Regions from separate parts of the Mus musculus genome. Here region 2 is linked to region 1. A link is a contact called in public HiChIP or PLAC-seq data. All regions are on one chromosome and are shown on one strand. Each heading gives the region's core, a stretch centred on a gene start, on an enhancer-like site or on the middle of the called end of the contact. The rest is flanking DNA. Distances are from core to core; before and after follow the strand shown.

Evidence for each region. HiChIP or PLAC-seq counts read pairs in DNA pulled down with a chosen protein or histone mark.
Region 2: an SMC1A HiChIP or PLAC-seq map of large pre-B cells shows a contact between it and region 1, with 6 times the contacts expected there. The contact joins two enhancer-like sites. A contact is called at or near these places in 1 of 15 datasets of contacts at CTCF or cohesin (large pre-B cells) and 3 of 115 datasets of contacts at active chromatin or transcription factors (T-cell acute lymphoblastic leukemia, embryonic stem cells and large pre-B cells).

The regions. Positions count from the first base shown.
Region 1 is chr7:64,010,392-64,013,713 of GRCm38.p6, forward strand. Gm32633 (predicted gene, 32633) reads left to right here. Exons shown (of 6, transcript NR_169109.1): 4 at 1,258-1,390. Among named protein-coding and RNA genes, the nearest start is that of Gm32633, 25 kb to the left of the region's middle. Within about 2 kb of position 1,565, at least 172 of the 459 cell types and tissues checked have an H3K27ac peak or open chromatin away from gene starts, as enhancers often do.
Region 2 is chr7:64,331,020-64,334,263 of GRCm38.p6, forward strand. It overlaps Mtmr10 (myotubularin related protein 10), which reads left to right. Exons shown (of 16, transcript NM_172742.2): 14 at 2,293-2,463. Among named protein-coding and RNA genes, the nearest start is that of Fan1, 41 kb to the right of the region's middle. Within about 2 kb of position 1,877, at least 11 of the 459 cell types and tissues checked have an H3K27ac peak or open chromatin away from gene starts, as enhancers often do.

The sequences.
Region 1 (3,322 bases), core at 315-2,814:
AATAGATGCACACTTTGCTCGTCCCATCATCATTTGAGAGGGCCTCTGAGTTATTTCTACTTTGGACCTCTTATAAACAGTATTGCTGTGAGTACTGGCTGTGTAGGGATTTTTTTTTTTTCATCCATTTTGGATGTACACCTAGGAGCAAAATTGCTGGTCAAGTCCCTAAACTTTTGGATAATTGAAGATTGATTGTTTCCTAAAGATCCATACCAGTTTACACTCTTGCGAGCCATGCCCCAGTCTCTCAGGATCCTTGCCAGCATGTGCTTTTGCCTGACTCTCTTTTCATGAAGTGTTGTGGATGAGATGGTCTCACGATGATACACTGTAGTTTAAATTCTTCCTTGAAGAAATGGGGTTGAGTTCCCTATCAGATTTGTTAGCCATTCAGAGATGTTCTTTCATGAAGTTTCCACTTAAGCCTTTAATGTTTTCTTTCCCCGTTGAAGTATTTGCTTCTCCACTCCCTTTTATGGTTCTGGGCCCAAACCCAAGACTTCATTTATGCCAAGTGAGTGCTTTACCACTCAACTGTGTCCTCAGCTTTTCTACAATCTTCTTATTGATTCTAAAGACCTCTTTACATATTGTAGACATCAGCCCTTTATTTGGATGTGTTTTGTAAATATTCTACACGCCCCCAAGTTGTACATGTATGCATGCCTTCTTCCTTCTCTCCTTCCTTCCATTCTTCTGTCCTTCTTTTCTTCCTTTCTCCCTCCCTCCCTCCCTTTCTCCTTTCCTCCCTCATTCCTTCCCTCCCTTCCTCCTTCCTTTCCTTCTTTCTTGGTCTATATGGTATAGTGGCCCATGCACGCCATATGGAGGCCAGAGGTCAATGTTAGGTGTCTTTCCCTGTAGCTCCTTACTTTGATTTTTGAGATGGCTTCTCTCACTTACCTGTAGTTCACTTTTTCAGATGGACAGACTTCCCAGTAAGCCCAGGGGCTCCATCTGGTTCTGACTCTGACATCTGAGGCCGTGCTACATACACAACCACCAGCCCTGGCTTTTTCTGTGGGAACTGAGGAACTAAACTAAGATCCTCACACAGAGAGCAGGCACTTTATCACCAAGCCTTCTCCCCAGCCTCAGCTTTTAATCTATTAATAAATCTTTAAACATGAGTTTCTAATTTTACTATGGTCACCTCTGTTTGCTTTTCTTTCTTTTCTCCTTTTCTCTCCTTTCCTCCCCTTCCTCACTGTTGCTGTTGCTTTGGTCATTGCCCTCTTTATCTTTCCTTCACAGTTTCTTAGAGGGAAGTCAGAAGTCGCCCACACAATCTTCACAGACACCAGCTTTACCATAACATTTGAATACAGTGGCAACTTCCTGTCCCGAAGCCTCGCCTTTTCTGGTACTTCTGCCCGAGCAACTGTAGGTAATAATCAAAGGACTACCCAGTGCCTCGTTTCCCATGGTCAATGAGTTCATCTCCACGTGCATGGTCAAAGAGGAGAAGAGCGAGCCCAGCCGCAGAGATCCAGCTCTGTGGTCTGTTCCCTGAGTCAGTCAGTATGTGTCTGCTCAGGAAAAACAGTCAGTGCCCGATTGCCTCACATGGGAACTGGCTACAGAGAGAGTGCGGAGGCCGGATGATGAAAGAGTTGCTGAGAGGAGAGGGCTGGAGAAGCAAAGGAAGAAGGCTGTGTGTGTGTGTGTGTGTGTGTGTGTGTGTGTGTGTGTGTGTGTGCTTCTGCTGCTAGGGTAGGAAGAGCACATACCCATGTCTTGGGTAATTGGTGCTACTGCGACAGACTATCTCAGACCCCACCCAGCTTAACTTAACTTATAAACAGCAGGGATTTAACCTGCACACTGCTGGGGCCTGGGGCACTGGTGAGCGATGATTCTACTGTAGGCTTCCTGTTTTGTAGTTGGTGCTTGTCTCAGAGTCTTCGGATGGTGGAAGGGCTGAGGGATCTACCCCCTCCCTTTTATTGTTCTCAGTGTGAATGTGTGCGTGCGTGTTTGTGTCTGTGCCTGTGTGCACGTGGGCACATACGGCACATGGCAGGACATGCCTGGGAAGGTCAGAGGAAAATCACAAATGTGGGTTTTCACTTTGTAGCTTATTTGAGAAAAATTCTTCTCTCCCTGTCTCTATAAAGAATATCTTTCGCTGGGCAGTGGTGGCGCATGACTTTAATCCCAGCACTTGAGAGGCAGAGGCAGGTAGATTTCTGAGTTCGAGGCCAGCCTGGTCTACAGAGTGAGTTCCAGGACAGCCAGGGCTATACAGAGAAACCCTGTCTCGAAAAACCAAAAAAAAAAAAAAAAAAAAAGCAAAAAACCAAAAACCAAAAAACTTTCATCCTTTGAAAATCTGTACATATAAACAATGTGTCTTGATCAGACCCACTCCCAGGTCTTCTTCCCTTCTCTCCCACTTCTACAAGGTACCTCCCAGCATTCCCTTCCTACAGAATGTGCTCTCTTTCTCACTCACTTTTTATACACACACACACACACACTTGCTCACACACACACACACACGATGCACAGTCATATGCACAGACACAGATACACACAGAAACACACACACAGATACACATAGGCACAGATATACATGGACATACACAGACATACACACAGAGATACATACACACAGAGAGAGACACACACAGGCACACATGTACACAGGCACACAGATACATATATACACAGACACATACACACATAGAGATACACACACACACACACAGGCACATACACAAAGATACACACACACACACACACACACACAGAGTTGACTGATCTTGTGCAGATAGCTATCATGGCAGAGAGCTCATAGGTGCAGTGCCATGCTGTGTAGAGATGACAGCACTTCACAGCATACCTCCTTATCTGCTAGCTCTTAGATTCCTTCAACCCCTTCTTTCACAAAGTTCCCTGAGCCTCGGTAGGCAGGGAGTCGCAGGCAGGGAGTCGTTCATGCAGACCTGTCTCACTCAACATTAAGTAATCACTTATTATCAACACTTTGACCAGTTAGGAGTTTTTACGTTAACTCATGACCATAGCAAAGAGAAGTTCCTTTGGCTAAGGTTGTGGGAAGGCAGAATGGATTCATGAGTATAAACATAGTATATATAGGAAGCAATTTTGTAACAGTTCCATTTCAAAAGGCAACAGTATAGTCGATTCTCCTCTTGCGCCTCTGACCTCAGAGCTTTTCGCTAGACTTATAGTACCAGCCATGAATTTCATCCTATGGAGCTGGCTTCAAATCTAACCAGAGAGTTGTTGGTTACCCCATAACCTTCCTCTCACCGTCCTCTGTCCTGCCTGGTCGGATGGTATTGTAGCACGC
Region 2 (3,244 bases), core at 627-3,126, 320 kb after region 1:
CACATGTTCCAAGTGCCAGGCAAGGTTTCAGCCATGCTTTGGTACAGCCTTTTCTTCTTGTCTTTTTGTTGTTGTTTTTCTTGTTTGTGTTTGTGTTTTTTTTCCTTTGCTCCATCCCTGCCTTTTGAGTGGGAATGTTTACTCTATATTAGTCTATGTTGGAGGTAACTTACTGTTTAATTTTATAGGGGCTCACCAATAAAAGTTTACTTTGAGCCTCAAAAGAGACTGGGCTTTAACCTTTCAAATAATGTTAGAGCTGTAAGATAAAGGGACTAAGGGAGCTGAACAAAATGCATTTTGCATTGAGCTGGCCAGGAACCTATGGGACCATTGGCACAGTGTTGAAGTTTGAAAGTGAGCGTTTCCCATAGACTCATGTATTTGCACACTTGGTCCAACTGTCCTGCTGTTTTGGAAGAATCCCCACTATAGGAAGTGACTTGCAGTGTTGGACTTTGTGGTTCATAGCCTGGTACTGCTTCCTGTCTGCTCCCTGCTCCTTGTAGATATGTGCTAGCAGCTGCTGTAGCTGTCACTCCTACCCTGCTTTCTGCTATGCAGGAGACACCTTCAGACTGTGAGCCAGAATAAGCCTTTCCTCTGTGACTGCTTCTCGCCAGGCGTTTGAGTCCAGCCATGAGAAAAGCAGCTAACACCTCCCAGATTTATAGGCCATTGAGAAAAATACAAGCAAAACCATGACAATTAAGCTGCATTGCAGATCACATATGGACATCTACAGAGTATTCTACCTAACAGCTATCCGATACACATTTTTCTTAGTAGCTCATGGAACTTTCTCCAAAATAGATCCTACTTTAGGACAAGGATTATTAGCAGAAATAGAAGCAGCAGTGCTAGAGGTACAGCAATACTTCATCTCGAGTCTTACTGTAGAGCAAAGCTAACAAAACCAGCGTATGGCTAGCACAAAGGGAAAGAAAAGACAAGACAGCAATACTGAACTAAGAGATAAGTGCATGCAATTACAGCTATGTGATTTTCAGAAGTACGGAAAATCTACACTGAAGATAGTCTCTTTATTAAGTGGATGCAGGGGAAAACAGATTATCCACATTCAGAAGACTGGAACTTGATTCCTTCCTCTCCCTGTTAAAAAATCAATTCAGAATGAATTAGAGACCTTTAATATAAGCATAGCATCGAAGCCACTAGCGGAAAGCAGAGAGGAAGTGCTGGCATAGGCAAACAGCCAGTGCTGTTCAGATGAGTGCTGGCAGGAATGTAAACTAGTGCAGTCCCCACGGGAATCAGTATGGAGGTTCCTAAAAATCTAAAACAGGAGCTACCCTATGACCCAGCTGTGTCACTCCTTGCTGTATACAAGGAGGGACAACGATACTGTCCACGTTTACTGTGGCATTATCCCAACTTGGTAATGGGTAAGGAAAATCCAGCATATGTATGTATACAAGACACGGTACTGCACCATGAAAAAGAAGGAGTGGTGAGGGAACTGGAAATCATGATGGTGAAGCAGAATAGGCCAGGTTTGGGGAGACACATAGCACATGTTCTCTTAAGTGAGGAGGACTGCTGGGGAATGGGGAGGGGTACTGTGTAAGAGAGCAGGTGCTGACAATCCAAGGCACCTCACACATGTATGCAAACACCATTATGCAGCCCCTATTGTATACAGTTAGATGCTAAGAGTAACCCAACTAACTAAAATCACCTTTGGTGTCTCATTTCTGGGAAATGAGATTTTGAGAGAAACATCTTTCTAACACCTGTGTGGCTTCCTGGGCTCCCTGTTTGGCTGCAGAAGGCCAGCAGCCAGGTTGGCAAGCACCATGGACAGGTGGCAGTGCATCCAAGTGAGGCCCAGCAACTGCCTCCCAGGGGACTCCACATGGCCTAGGGCTGATGCCAAACTCTATAATCTTGGGGGAGTTCCTGGATGGTGAGCATGCAGATCAACCACAAGTTACAGAGTTTGGCTGAGTGCTTTGTGTTGTGTAGGACCGCTTACAGGATGTCTGAACCTGTTTGCTTTCTTGCTTCTGCACATGCCTGCACACTTGTTTGTTTGGTCTTACCACACTTGCCAAGCACAGCTCCCCCTTTTTTTTTTTTAAATTAAATGTGTGTCTTGACACAGATAGGCTTAATCTGTTCAGGTGGTCTTAGGTCAGCTCTGCCAACTGTTTGAGGCTTAGATTTTTTTTTTTTTTTTTGTTAGCCTCTATACCAGCAGTAAATCTGGAAGTAAATATGACAACCAGAGAGCAGCATTAAATAACCCCTTTGTCTGTCTGTTCTTGCCAGTCTCCTTTATTCTTGCTGTTCTTGGATACCACGTGGCAGCTGCTCGAGCAGTACCCAGCTGCCTTCGAGTTCTCCGAGACGTACTTAGCAGTGCTGTGTGACAGCACCCGGATCTCGCTGTTCGGCACCTTCCTCTTCAACTCTCCTCATCAGCGGGTGAAGCAGAGCACAGTAAGTGACATGCTGGCTGCAGCTGCTGTCTGTGTGTACTCGTGCGTACCTTTTGTGTGTAGCATACGTGTATGCATGTAGTCACGTGTACGTGCAGCTGTACGTGCATGTGAAGGTTTGAGGTGGATTGTGGTGTCTTCCTTAGCCTCTTCCACTCTGTTTTCTTGAGGCAAGTCTTATAAAATCTGGAGCTTCCAGTCTGTCTTATCTAGTTAGCCAACTTGCCACGGGAAGTCTCTCCATCTCCTGGGTTTGAGGATCACGGTTGCCACCAGACCTGCCCTATGCTTACATGGGTTCTGGGATCCAAACCGTCATGCTTGCACAGCCGGTGCTGTGACTACAGAGCCAGCTCTCCAGTGCCCCTCCCCACTTTACAACTTCAAAATATAACTGAAGTACAGTTAACTGTATGCTTAATATGTATAATTTAAACTTACCTTTCAAATTTTTCAGAATACATTAAAGAATTTAATAAGTTTATTTTTATTAGTGACCATTTTATTTTTGTCTATAAATTGCTCATAATAAATGTGTTTAGCCTGGCGTGGTGGCGCATGCCTTTAATCCCAGCACTCTGGAGGCAGAGGCAGGTGGATTTTTGAGTTCGAGGCCAGCCTGGTCTACAGAGTGAGTTCCAGGACAGCCAGGACTACACAGAGAAACCCTGTCTCAAAAAAAATCATAAAAAAATAAAAATAAAAAATAAATCAATGTTTTTAAAGATATCAATTAGTTTAACCACTTTAAATACACTTTTGGATTTCTTTGGTGAAACATC